Regions from separate parts of the Sus scrofa genome. Here region 2 is linked to region 1. A link is a contact called in public HiChIP or PLAC-seq data. All regions are on one chromosome and are shown on one strand. Each heading gives the region's core, a stretch centred on a gene start, on an enhancer-like site or on the middle of the called end of the contact. The rest is flanking DNA. Distances are from core to core; before and after follow the strand shown. Region 1 holds the start of CLYBL (citrate lyase subunit beta-like protein, mitochondrial). Region 2 holds the start of TMTC4 (transmembrane and tetratricopeptide repeat containing 4).

Region 1 (7,125 bases), core at 1,232-3,731:
AGAAGAGAATGGATAAATAGATAAAGCACAGGGGGATTTTTAGGGAGGTATGATACTGTTACAGTAGACACATGATATTACGTACTTCTCAAAAGCCTCAAACTTTATAGTGAACCTTGATATATGTAATTTAAAAAATCATTTGGGAGATAGAGGGATCCCAGGAAAGAATGCAAACTGTGACAAGAGAGGTTTAGGGTATTACAAATGTATGAATCAACCTCACTGCAGGGGATGGGAGAAAAAGGTGACCAGACCCTATAAGACTAAAGGGAAAGGAACTGCACCTGATTACTGACTGGACCCTCGATGGTAAAGTCTTCTCCCATGGAGTATGTATGGTCTAACAATACAGGTACTGCCACACGTGTACGCTGAAACGGAATCACTGAGTAACTGGAAGGCATATGGTGGGAGCCAGGTTTCTCAAGGCTGGAGTGACAATTTACAATCAAGGGGAGGAGGCTGGAATGATCCATGTGGCAGTGGGTTGGAATTAGAGACAGTATGAACTCATGTTTAGTTTAATACAGATACAGATGCTTACATGAGAAACATTTACAGATGTGTGTATATGCACGGGTTACTATTCACACATACTTGTTTGTTCCGCCAGCTGAGGGAATTTAAAAGCCATCCCTGGCAATAGCACAAATACTCATGGGGAGTTACATTCCCCCAAGTTGAGGGCAGAGTATCTACATAAATCAAGCCGTGGCCACAGAGAGATGCACGGCTGGAGACAGGATGGGCAGGGAAGCATCAGGGACAGCACTGTAAAGGGGCAACTGTTGGAGGGTTGGGAAGAAGGGTCAACACCAGCCTACGGGCAATGGTGCTGAGACCAAAAACAGAAGAAAAAAGCCTCCAGAAGCAGGTCCGATGGCCTGGAGTTGAAATGCAAACCAACTGGGGTAGAAATTAAGGCATCCCTAGGCGGGCCTTTTAGGTTGGCCTTCAGCTTATTTACTTTTCCCAGCCCCATGCGTTCTGAAGGCGCCAGGACCCACAGGACTTGACCTGGATGCAGGCCTGCATGAAAGCCTGCTGCCAGGGGCTGGGTGCGGTGTATGGGTATACTGAAAATTAACCAGTGTGCCTAGGGAGGTGAAGAGCATCGTGGGCTGAGCCCCAGGAGCCTCAAAAGTAGGTGACTGGGTGTGGCCACTGGACCCACTGTTGAACACACCACAAAAGCGGGCCCCTTCACAGTCCAGAAAAGGGACCTTCTGCAAGGGTCTGGGTATACCCCTTCGGGAGCTCCTCTGGCCCAGGGGTGATCCCATTACCAGGCCCAGGTCTAGGAAATGGGAAAATGGGAAGCGTAAGACTGAGCAGGCCCTGGCAGGGACACCATCGATTCAGGAAACACAGAGCAAGCAGATGTTCCACACCAGAAGCAAAGGATTTGGTTTCTGAACTCTCCTGTTTTGAGAGTCATGTACCTTCTCTGAGAGTCGGTTTCTTCATCTTTAGAGACGGGTCACCCAGCTCCTTCACATGGTAGTCAGGGAATAGAATCATGTGTGTGCATGACACGGGCAAACAAGCTAGTCTCGACCAGCGGTTCTCAAAGTGTGATCTGAGGACACCTGAGGGTCCCAGAGACCCTTTTAGAGGGTCTGCAAAGTCTTCCCTTTTCTAACTAATGTGTGCAGGAGCCTGGAATTTTTTAGTAAACTTCTTCCAAAACAGCTGATATGAGATTCCAATTGTCCTTTATTACACTGAAGAGATATTCAAAAATATACAACCATGCCACTCTTCTCATTTTTCGGAAAATATATTTGTCATTAAAGATGCCATTTGTGTTAAATACAAATGGGTTTGCTATTTTTAAATGAGTAGTTTAAAATTTTGTCTTTCATTCCCCATGCTGTAAAAATGAACAAATATAAGCAAAAACTCTTCAGGGGTCCTCGTAACTTCTCAGTGTATAAAGGGGTCCTGAGAGCACACAGTTTGGGAACCGCGGTGCTGACAACTAGGGGGAAGATGGCATCATCAGGCCAGCCTGATAATTTCAGGCTCCCTTTAATAAAACACCCACACGTTCATGGTTTCCATTTGTGGGGAGACTAGCTTTTTTTCTGGGTCTGAGAAATCCAATGTTTGCACCCATTTTCCGGGCCCAAGCAAAGGCCGGCCCCCAGGGAGGCACAGTCCGTGGGAGAGACCCTCGCGGGCCGTCGGCGACCCTGGCTGAGGTCGAGCCCGCGCGCGGGAGGCGCACGGTGCTCGTGGCCCGCGGGAGTTCCCTCCAGGGACGCGGAAGGCCGCGCTCAGCCCGAAACGCTGAGCCGGGCACCGACCCTGGGCGAGCTCGGCCGGGTGGCGAGGGGACTAGGGACCTGCACTCACAGCCTTGGCAGCGCCGCCGCGGCCGCCGCTCCACGCGCCGCCCTCCTCAGCAGACGCAGCGCCATCTTCTCAACGCGCGCCCCGCCCCCGCCAAGTCCGTCTCCACTTCGCCCCGCCCTCGGGGCCACGCCCCCACGTCGCCACGCCCCAGGATACCCCTACTTCGCCCCGCCCCGCGCACGGCCCGCTTCGACCTCGTTTCCCAAGCTGCCTGCCCCGCCCCCCGCAAGCCACGCCCTCCCGCTCTGCGCACCTGCCAACTCGAGCGCTCAGACCTTCCAGGAATGTAACGCGGGGCAGAGTGGAGTCCAAGTGGATGGCTTCTTCTCGAGCATTTTTTTTTTTTTTTTTTTTGGTGACTGAATCCAACCCTTCCCATTCTTCTGGGTTTTTTTTAGGACGGCTTTCGAGAGACCTTGCATTTTCCCAGCCAGACCTGGCCAATTTTTCTAGAGATTTTTCTGTTGTTTTTGTTAAAAGACTACCTAACAAACTTTGTGAGCCTCACCATGTGCGTGCCTCGGTTAACATTTAATCCGTCCAGGGACGGACATGCCTGTAATAGGATCAGAATAGCCGTTGCCGGCAGCTTTCTGGGCTAGAGAAGTGCTTGTTGAGGACGTGGGCAGCAAACACAACTCTTCAGCCCAGGTCCTTCCTGCCAGTCTGTCAGCAAATACAACCCCTCCGTCTTCACAGTTAGGAGAATGATAAGATATTAAAACGGAGCTTTCCAGATGTGCGACTTAGAGCAAATTTCTTAAGCTCTCCATGCTTCAGTTTCCTCCTATAAGACGGTAATGGAAACAGTACTCACCTCACAGGGTTGCTATTAGGCTAAATTGAGTCAATATATATAAAGAGCTTAAAACTTCACCTAGCCCAGAGCTTGTGCTCAGCAATGTTAATTACTTATTAGTATTATCATCATCACACCAATTCCTTTCTTAAAACTCTGGCGACTTCCAGTGAAAAGCGTTAAAATAAAAAACAAATGGAGACCAACCCTGAAAATTCTGTGAGCAGACAAACAATGTCATCATACAAGCAACGTCTGATTTAGCTTATTTCGCAAGACAGCTCAACCTAGGTCATTTCTTGCTTATGCCTCTGGAAATCATACCCAAACCTTGAACTATTTCCCAAGGTTGAAATGAGGTAACCACTGACTAGTTCCCTATCATTTAAGAAAATTCTAATATAACCAATCACTGTGAAGAATAAACAATCACTTCCTTCTCACTAAATAAACTGCTTATAACAATATATCCCTGAGCCTTGTTCCATGTTTCAGTTTGAGCTCCCAGTTTGCAAAATGTCTTTTTGGTATGTGCACAATAAGATTTTGCTAATTACTACTTTGGTGATTCATTGATTTTACTTCTGTTATTATGAACTTTGGACAGAAGCAGTTAGAGTAAAACCCCAATTTTTCATCTGAAGTCCTTACTCTATCTGGCCCCTGCCCGTCTCTGCAACAGGCCATCCATCTTCTCTCTGTGCAGTTATTTCTTGAGTTTGATAAGCCCTCTCCCACTTAAGGGCCTTCACACATGCTGTTTCCTATACCCACAATGCATATGTCTACACCCGTCTCAGCATCCTGGACATTGACCCTACTGCCACCTGCTCAAAGGGCCCGCACGGACAATGCATAGCATCCCCCAGTCTAGTTCACTGGCACAGCCATCTGATCATTTCCATCACAGCCCCCATCACCATGTTTATCTATTGATTTGTGAATTTACTTTTTTTTTTTTTTTTACGATTTTTATCTTTGGAGTTCCTGTTGTGGTGCCGCAGAAATGAATCCGACTAGGAACCATGAGGTTGCAGGTTCTATCCCTGGCCTCGATCACTGGGTTAAGGATGTGGTGTTGCTGTGAGCTATGGTGTAGGTCACAGATGTGGCTCGGATCCTGCATTGCTGTGGCTGTGGCATAGGCCAGTGGCTACAGCTCCAATTCGACCCCTAACCTGGGAACCTCCATGTGCCATGGGTGAGGCCCTAAAAAGCAAAAAAAAGATTTTTATTTTTTCCATTATAGTTGGTTTATAGTGTTGTGTCAATTTCTCCTGTACAGCAAAGTGACCCAGTCTCATATATATTCCTTTTCTCACATTATTCTCCATCATGTTCCATCACAAGTGACTGGAGCTAGTTCCCTGTGCTATACACAGGATCTCATCACTGAATTTACTCTCTTATTTGTGCCTTTTCTCTGGTCTCAAGGTGGGAGGGAATTACTGCCCTAATCAGGTGGCCTTTGGAGGCCATTTCTAGGCAAGGCTAGGGTTGCTCAGGCAGTCCCACTCGTAGAAAGGCTGCTAGTACTCTGGTTTAGAAACTCCATCTACAGGAATAGAATATGAGCTCTTTGAGAACAGGGACCTGATATACCTTGTCATTGCCATGTGTCCCTGACACCTGGCCCAATGGCCTGTAACCTGGAGGTATTTAATAAAGATGAAAATAACCTCTAGCCTAATTATAATTCTGAGAACTGCCAAATAGTTATCCTTATTAAAAATGCCCTGGACTTTATGGCTTTTTAGGTAAAATACAGCCTGCAGTGATTGACTTCCTAACTGATTCATTTTCTTTCAGATTCTGCTTGAAGACATTGAGGCTGTGCCCATTTTCACCAGGGCTACTGTGGCTTTACTGAGCTTCTTCGTGAGATGTCTAACTTAACGGGTTTTATCGTCTGTTTTCTAATGTTGGTAGACATTTAAATAAAGCTTTAGTAACTTTCTACCTAGTGTGCGCATGTCTGGAGGATGGATATCCAGACATAATAGAGAAAGGGATCAAGAGGTCCTTTCCTGAGACTAGTTGAATCTGTCATTATTCAAACCCCCAAACCTGAAAGAAAAATAAAAGTGCTCCAAGGGCACTAAAATAATATGAAATTTGGCAGGCTGAAAAATTCTGAGTCCCATTAGCCTGTTGAGTCAAGCAGTGTGGGGAGGGAAGACCTGGCAGAGTTCTGAGAAGGAAGGATAAGCACAGAAACATCACACTTCCAGAGCACAGCGAGCTGACATGCGGGGATGGTGGGCACCAGACTAATCAACCAACACTGACCACTGGTGGAGCTGGGTGTTGGGTACACAGTGTGTGTGTGTGTGGGGGGGGGTTTCATGTGGTCCTCAACTTTGAGTATGTTGAAAATACTCTTTTTTTTTTTTCTTTTTGTGGCTACCTGTAGCATATGGACGTTCCCAGGCTAGGGGTCTTCCCAGCCTATGCCACGGCCACAGCAACACCAGATCCTGAACCCACTGAGCAAGGCTAGGGATCAAACCTGCATCCTCACGGACACTATGTTGGGTTCTTAACCCACTGAGCCACAATGGGAACTCCTGAAACTATTCTTTTTTTTTTGTCTTTTTGTTGTTTTTGCTATTTCTTGGGCCGCTCCCGCGGCATATGGAGGTTCCCAGGCTAGGGGTTGATCGGAGCTGTAGCCACTGGCCTACGCCAGAGCCACAGCAACGCGGGATCCGAGCCGCGTCTGCAACCTACACCACAGCTCAAGGCAACGCCGGATCGTTAACCCACTGAGCAAGGGCAGGGACCGAACCCGCAATCTCATGGTTCCTAGTCGGATTCGTTAACCACTGTGCCACAACGGGAACTCCCTGAAACTATTCTTAATAAAAACTGAAAACAGGAGTTCCTGTCGTGGCACAGCGGAAATGAATCTGACTAGGAACCATGAGGTTACAGGTTCGATCCCTGGCCTTGCTTAGTGGGTTGGGGATCCGGCGTTGCCATGAGCTATGGTGTAGGTTGCAGACGTGGCTCGGATCTGGTGTGGCTGTGGTGTAGACTGGCGGCAACAGCTCCGATTAGACCCCTAGCCTGGGAACCTCCATATGCCTCGGATGCAGCCCTTAAAAAAAGGCAAAAAAACCCAAAAAACATGAAAACAGTAATCAAGGAATTCCTGCTGTGCAGCAGTGGGTTAAGAATCCAACAGCAGCTCAGGTTGCTAGACGCTTGGTTTTGGTTCTTGGCCTGGTGCAGTGGGTTAAAGGATCCAGTGTTGCTGTAGCTATGGCATAGTTTGCAGCTGCAGCTGAATTCAATCCCTGGCCCAAGAACTTCAATAGGCCATGGATGCAGCCTTTAAAAAAAAAAAAAAGCAGTAATCAATTCAGTTAAGGCCTTGCATAGAAAGAACCAAATGCAAATTTACCAAAGCCAGTTAAACCTCAGAACTGTTAACTTGCACCGGCCCCTTCCAAGTACCCACCAATGTGTTCACAAGGGCATTTGCTTTTGTAAATCATACGAAAGTAAGATATCTTAATTAGCATTGGTTCTAACTACCTTTCTCTGCCCTGTTCTCTGTTCCTCTCTGACTTCCTTTGAGTTGGGTGGGGATGGAGTGGTTGCACGTATTTTGAGAGACCAGTGAAGGAGCAGTTGAGCTGGAAAATATTTAGTTTAGATTTAGCAGCCTGTGTTTCTGTGATTTGCACTTACTTCCATCTTTAGTTATTATTAGCAGTCCTGGTTTAGGAATGGCTTGTAGGAACTCAACCAGCCACTGTGCTGACTCACCAGCATAAAGGTGTAAAGGTCAGAGGTTATATACCAATAAGAACATGCCCCCAGGGTACCTGGCACCAAAAGTGTGTGGGTTGTAGAAGAGAAACGAAGTTTGAAAGGCATGGAGCCAGAGACATCTGTGGCAAATTTGTCTGTTTATCAGCAAAACGCAAACTGTAAACAGTGTGGTTCTTATGTGTCTG
Region 2 (7,125 bases), core at 1,161-3,660, 930 kb before region 1:
TTCTTAACTTTAATTAGCATTATTATTTCCTCCATCACTTTCTTAAGTTTAGCAAAGAGGACAATCAGCAAAACAACAAATCAAGTTCTGATTCATGTTTGCCAATTTCCATGGTGTAAATACTCCCACAGTGGTGGACTACAATCTACCAATGTGACACTCATAGCACAACATTGAATATAGCAGTGGGAATGGAAAGAGGTGTTCAGATTTGATAGACATTTAGCCAGAGAATCTTAGTGACTTGTTCCATGCCAAGGGTGAAGGCAGAACTGGGAAACTACTGGACCCATCAACATAACAGGGAGAGGCAGAAAGCAACAAGGAGTGAGAGCATGCGTTCCATTTCGGATGTGTTCCATTTGAGGTTCCTGTAACAACCAAGTGGAGAAGCTTAATAGGAAGCTAGATACATGGGCTTGGAGCTCAGAGAAGATCAGAATAGTAGATTTGGAAGATATTCAGCAAAATGTTGGCAGTGTGTTAAACCATGCAGGGGGAGTTCCCGCTGTGGTGCAACTCGATCAGCATCTCTGCAGCAAGAGGAAGATGCATGTCCCATCCCCAATTGGCACAGTGGGTTAAAGAATCCGGCATTGCTGAAGCTGCAGCATAGTTTGCCACTGCAGCTGGGATCTGATCCCTGACCCTGGGGACTTACATATGGCAGAGGAATGGCCAAAAAAGAAAAAAAAAATCATGCAGGGAAAAATTGGGGCTTGAAAGGGCTTTTAAAATATGTCATTTGGCGGTTTTCAAGAAGCAGGTAAGCAGGCCAAGGAGACTGAGAAACAACAAGGAGCCGAGTGCCTCTATCACCAAAAGTGTTTTTTGTCTTTTTGTCTTTTTTTTTTTTTTTTTGGCCATTTCTTGGGCCACTCCCGCGGCATATGGAGTTTCCCAGGCTAGGGGTCTAATCGGGGCTGTAGCCACCAGCCTATGCCAGAGCCACAGCAACGTGGGATCCGAGCCGCGTCTGCAACCTAAACCACAGCTCACGGCAACGCCGGATCCTTAACCCACTGAGCAAGGCCAGGGACCCACTGGCAACCTTGTGGTATCTCGTGGTTCCTAGTCGGATTCGTTAACCACTGCGCCACGACGGGAACTCCTCCAAAAGTGTTTTAAGGAGGAAGAATGAACTTTGCTAAGAGATCAAGTAAAATGAAGGAAAATGTTCTTTGCATTTAGCGCTTGCAGGTGTTATCGGAGACTAGAGCCAAGGCAGTTTCAGTGTAATGCGGAAACCAAGAAATGAATGCGAGTTGGGAGACTAGAAAAGTGAGCAACCTTTCAACAACTTCGGCTATGGAGAAGCCCGAGCGAGGCGGGGTGGAAGGGTAGGTGGAGGACTCGAAGGCTTGGGGCTGATAAAACGCTGATGATTCCGATCCAGTCCAGAGGGAGATGTTAAACTTTGGAGGCGGGAAGGGGGGAGGGGGGTTGTCCGGAATCCGTGCCTTTAGGAGTGGCTTTGTAGGTTTGCTGGCGGAAAGTGGAAAAAGTTTCTTTTTCTTGAAACAGGAAGACAGAGGAAACTACTGAGAATGATGGTTATGAGACGGGTGGAGTGGCAATGGGATTGGGAGTGTAAGTTTAGGACAAAGTGACGGTGAATGGACGATGGGAGGCGGATCTGGCCACGCGGAGGGCTACAGCAGGGTTCGTGGGTTCAGCGTGAGAATGCAGATCAGGGCCGTGGAACAGAAGCTGCTAAAAACAAACGCTGGGGCAGCAGGGCCTCGGAGGGACGAACGCAGTTTCGGTTCCTTCCTGAGAGGCGGAGAGTGGAGACACACTTTTGGAACAACTCCTCCCAGACAGGAAGAAGTCTATAGAGTTCTGGTCGTTCCGATCCAGCGCCTTTTCCTGCGGAGACGCTGCAGTACCTCCGCCGAGCGCCACCGAAAGCGCGAGGAGCGCGAGACAGGCCAGGAACAAGCTTCTGCGAGGCGGACGGCAGGAGGGAGGGAGACGTGCCCGCGACAGCCCCTCTGCGACCAGCTCCCGCAGCCCGCCTTCCGGGGCCAGGCTAGGGCCGCCCCTTCCCGCCCCGGCCCCGCCCGGGCTCCGCGCGCAGAACATTTCCTCCTCTCCAGCGGAGTCCGTCTGTCCCTGCGGCTCCTTCTCCGCGACTAGCGCCCTCTGGCCTGACGTCACTGGCGCGCCCACCAATGAGCTGAAGAGGGGCCGGCGGCGGCGTGAAAGTGACGGTAGAAGCAACCAATAGCCGCGAGGAGGGGGCGGGCCGAGGCGGGAGTGTGAGAGAGCGCGTCCGCGCGCGTGGGGAGCTGCGGGCGGTGCGGGCGGCGCACGGCGCGGGCGAGGGGGGCGCGGCAGGGGGCGGGGGCGCGGCGCGGGCGGCCCCTCCCCCTGGCCAGCTCCGGGCGGGCGCCGAGAGCTGGGGGACTTTGCGCGCCCGGGAGGGAGATGCGGCCGCCGCTCTGGCTCCTTGCAGGTAACGCGCGGGGCGGCCCCTGCAGGGCCGAGCGGCGGAGAGCGCCGCGGGGCCAGCGGAGTTGGGTGCGGAGCGGACGCGGGGTTCCCACTGCCGCCGCGTCCCGAGCCCCATGGGCCGACGCGGGCGCGGTGTCGGCGCTGCTGGAGGAGTTGGCTCCAAGACCTGAGCTGCGGCCGGGGCTAGAGTCAGGGGGGTTGCGGGCCCTCTCGCCTGGCTCCCGGGTGTAAGCGGCACGCGGGACAAAGAGCGTGGCGTGAAGGGTGCACACTCCGCCAGCCCGCGCCCCTGCGCCAGCCCGCGCCCCCTGCCCACTCCACCGGCGCGGACGCTCCTTCGACCCCAGTCTCACGAGCGCCTCTGGCGCGTCCCCGGAGCGGCCACCTGGCCGCGGGGCCCCGCGCCACCCCGCGCCTGGCCGCCAGCTGGCCGCAGCGCGGACAACGGCAGGGCGCAGCCGGGCGGCTTGGCCGCCTGCCCAGGGTTAAAGGCGGCTCCCCTGCAGCGCTGTAGTGCCAGCCACTCCGCGCTGGCTGCCGGGCGGAGCGGCAGGAGAGCGGCGTGCCCTGGGTCGGGGCCCTTGGGGCTACCGGGCTGCCACTTCCCTGCGCGGGCTTGGAGTTTGGGGAAGCGGAGCAGGTGGTGCAGCCGCCACTTCACCTCCCGCGGACTCCGCGGGGCTTCTGGTCTTGTTGATGTTGTGGCTGTAGGCTGTGTGTATTTTCTTCTTTTTTTAACCACACACAAAAGAAGGGAGGAGTTAGAGCAGAGCTCTCGCCAGAGCTCTGAATCATCCCACACTGCTCTTTCTCTCGGAGAGCAGATGGGTGGGGAGGATTTCTTGAGAAATAATTAACAGTAAGGACGGACTGGATCCCCTCCCGGTCCCCTCTCCTCGAGGTCCCGACCGTGACACCGGCTGACTTAGAGGGAAAAATGGCTACAAGCTAGCAAGCTGGAAACTTTCTGGGACAGTGGGGACCTTGAATGTCGAACCTCCGCAGTCATTGCTGCTATAGGCACGCCTGGCCGTCCTGTGTTACTGAATTAAGAAACCAGGAAGGTGGTCCCGAGAGGACGACACTTGGAGTGGCATTCGGTTCCGCGGAGGGTGGTGGAAATGACAGTCCCTGTGCCTTGAGGGCCCCAGGAGAGGAGCAGGCAGCTCAGGTCTCCAGATGCTGGGGCAGAAACCACGTGTTCTTTATTCTGGTTTCCAGAGGCACTGTCTCATTTCAGCCTGGCAGAGGGCAGCTGGTGCGTGAATGGTTGCTGGTGAGGTCGAAAGGACAGCCTGAGCCCAGAAGGCCCTTTGGTGCAAGTGGAAGAATATTCTGTAGGAGGTGGTGGCTGCTCAGTTTTCCAGGGATCATTTAGGTTTGATCTGTCATCCCCTTTCCTGCAGTCTAGGCTGCTGTGTCAGCTGTCACCAGGTCCCCAGGGTTCACAGCTCAGTGACTGATGTTTATTTGCTTTCGGAAGGTGACATGGGGTCCCTGCTGGAGGCCTTTTTGACCTTTTCATTGGTGATTGACGAATTTGTGGTAACCATCTGAAAATAGAGGCTTGAGAAAAGTTTGAGAAATTGAGAATAGACTTCTGCTTCTTCCAAATCCAACTCCTTGTAGGTACCAGTTGATTCTCAGTATAGTGCGAAACCTGCACAGGAGTGGGACAATGCCAACTTTGTCCTTTAGGCAAGACATTCCCTGGAGGAGAGGGCCATGGTGATGCTCCACCCCCCACCCCCACCCCATGGCCATCGAGAGAGAAACGGAACGGAACGTGGGCCTTCTCCGCTCATGGTCTGGGTGCCAAAAAGGGGACCCGTCTCTTCCGTCATACCACCTCATGCTAGCAGGGCTTCTTGTACCTTAGTACCAAGCCTGGCTGGAATCACTGCAGGCACAAAGGTCGTGTACCGTTGGAGAAAGAGGAATTGGAAACAGGATCGGTTTGTATGGCTGTGCAGTTTATGCAGGACAGACGGATGCCTGGCCAGGGAAGCAGTGCTCTGGGTCAGCCCCAAAGGAGGGTACCCTTTTCTCAGTTGCATCAGGTCACCAGCTGGCCTTGGTTGGTGAGCCCATCTTCAAGAATAAACAGCCGCATCAGGTGATCCCAAGACAGGAGGTCGGGGGCTGGGCACCGGGAACTAATCTTGCCAAAATAATACCAGTAATGAGGACTAATTGTTTACACTCTCACTTGAGCCTTACCGCCACCTCCTCCAGCTGGTACCCTCTCGTGCTGATGAGGCTCAGTCCTTCAAAGACTAGGAAGCTCAAGGTCATGCAGGTACCAAGTCCAAATCTGTCTGCCTCCAGAGCCTGTGCTTTTAACCACTGGGCTGGACCGAGCACTCTGTGCAGGTTCCTAACACTTTGTAGCTGTGCTGCATTTGCTCATCCACAGTATTTTCTGACCTCCTACTATACCCATCAACAGTCGTGCCTGAAATGAAGAGGCCGTTGTGAGTATTCTCAGGGGCAGCAGAGAAGTGAGAATCTTAGAGACTAGAGGAGGGGAGCTGCCCTGACGAGGGGAGCAGCCAGAAGGGAGAAGGGGACAGACTAGGTTCCCTGGTGTCTGTGCAGGAGAAAAAGAGGAGCTCTTCTGAGATTGGCTCCCCCATCCTGTTGACTCCCCGAGAGTCCAGGCCTGGCCCACCACGCGCCCAAATGTTCGGGGCTGTTGTCTAAGAACCAGACTTGCTGTGTGTGTTACAAAAATGGAGATGAAAAGGGAGGCACCACCACTAATTTAGGAGCACACATTACTCCCTGGTCCAGTGTTCTTCCAGGAGGGCCCCTGGAACCCCACGTAACCTTTTGTGAAATGCGCTTCAACTTTTGGGGCCTGAAGCAGACGACATCAAAGACCACTTATGGGACCATTTGTCAGCTCACAGCTCTGTTTTACATTTAAAGTCGATATCAAGTATTTGCTCTCTTTCACATTTCCCGGCCATGGATCGAACCTCTGCCACAGTAGCCCCCCAAGCTGCTCTAGTGACAACACTGGATCCTTAACCTGTTGGGCCACAAGAGAACTCCACATTCATTTTCTAAATCAAAGAACCCCTTTACCCTCTCCAAGGTAAGTCAGGCTATCTCCCTAACTATTCAGGCTTTTTCAATTATGTAGTTTATTTCTAGTAGCAGGAGTCATTCCATTAGCTGCAGTGTAGACACAGCGGTTGGGGCCTGCATGGTGACCTCTGCTGTGTTAGGAGCTGCAGTTTGGATTTGACCAATGGCTTATCCTTTCACTGAAAAGGGGGAAAAAAAAAACCCAACACAGCAGATAGTGGCTGGAATATCACAGTGGAGAAGTTCAGGGGCCAGCACTGAGAGCCAGGGAGCCCTCCATCTCCGGACTGTAAACCAGGGCCTGTTTCCAGCACCTGGAAAGGGCCCGTGTGACTGGAGCAGAGTGTGTCCTGTTGACCTTTGGCTTTGTCTCCAACTTCAGGCGGATAGAAGCCTATGGAGAAAAGATGCCTGTGTGGGAGTTCCCATTGAGGCACAGCAAAAACAAATTGGACTAGTATCCATGAGGACGCAGGTTCAATCCCTGGCCTCACTCAGTGGGTTAAGGATCCAGTGTTGCCATGAGCTGTGGTATAGGTCGCAGACATGGCTCGGATCCTGAGCTGCTGTAGCTGTGGTGTACACCTGTGGTGTAGGCTAGCAGCTGTAGCTCCAATTTGACCCCTTGCCTGGGAACTTCCATATGCTGCAGATGTGGCCCTAAAAAGACCAAAAAAAAAAAAGCAAGAAAAGATGCCTGTGACCTCAGGTGACCGCTTGGGCCGAGTTCTTATTGATTCCATAGTCTAGGGTATTCCCTCAGAGGCTTGGAAACAAATGCAGTTGATCCTTGAACAACCAGGGTTGACCTGCATGTGTCCACGTGTGTGCGGATTATTTTCAGGACTTCACCATCTGCAGTGAGTTAAATCCCCGGATGCGGAGGAACCATGGATACAAGGGGCTGACTGTAAGTTATACGTGGACTTTCAGCTGTAGCAAGGGCCAGTACCCCTAACCCCCGAGTTGTTCAAGGGTCAAGTGTGCCTCTAAACCGCCTTCCCCATCAGGAGGCTTGTGATTTTCTTCCACCTCAGCATGGAGGAATGTGCGCCAGCCCCCTTACTGGGGCAGGCAAGAGCCTCAGGACCAGTAAACCAGATGTTCGGGGTGGGGGGGCTTCTCAGGATGGTCTGTGCCCATGCCCCCTCCCTCGTTGAGGAAAGCACTTGTAATCGTGGCTAACCTTTCCCCAGCAGGCACTAAGCCAGGCAGTGTTCCTCAGCCCCTTAGGCAGGTGTCTTATTTAACTTTCAGGACAGCCATGTAAGGTGGGCCCAGTTGTCATCCCTGTCTGAGAAGTGAGGAAACAGAGAGGTGAAGTAACTTGGCCAAAGTGACAGGATTGGAACTTCTAAGCTGTTTGACGCAGCGGTGATCCTTTGGTAAAACCAAAGACAGGGCCTCTGGAGGGTGAGGCGGCCATGGGGACAGATACTATGTGATTAGAGGGATAGTTTAATATTTGTTTGGGTGAATTCCAAGTCAGGAAGCTCTTAGGCAGCTCTCACTGCTAGAAAGTTCTTTTGTTTTGCGCAGTAGCACAGGAAGTGGACTGGGGGATAGGTAGCTTAC

What was found. HiChIP or PLAC-seq counts read pairs in DNA pulled down with a chosen protein or histone mark.
Region 2: an H3K27ac HiChIP or PLAC-seq map of alveolar macrophages shows a contact between it and region 1. The contact joins the promoter of TMTC4 here to the promoter of CLYBL in region 1. A contact is called at or near these places in 2 of 2 datasets of contacts at active chromatin or transcription factors (alveolar macrophages and skeletal muscle).

What each region holds. Positions count from the first base shown.
Region 1 is chr11:68,503,184-68,510,308 of Sscrofa11.1, reverse strand. It overlaps CLYBL (citrate lyase subunit beta-like protein, mitochondrial), which reads right to left and starts at 2,481. Exons shown (of 9, transcript XM_021065861.1): 1 at 2,362-2,481. The coding sequence starts at 2,426.
Region 2 is chr11:69,437,733-69,444,857 of Sscrofa11.1, reverse strand. It overlaps TMTC4 (transmembrane and tetratricopeptide repeat containing 4), which reads left to right and starts at 2,410. Exons shown (of 18, transcript NM_001252205.1): 1 at 2,410-2,458.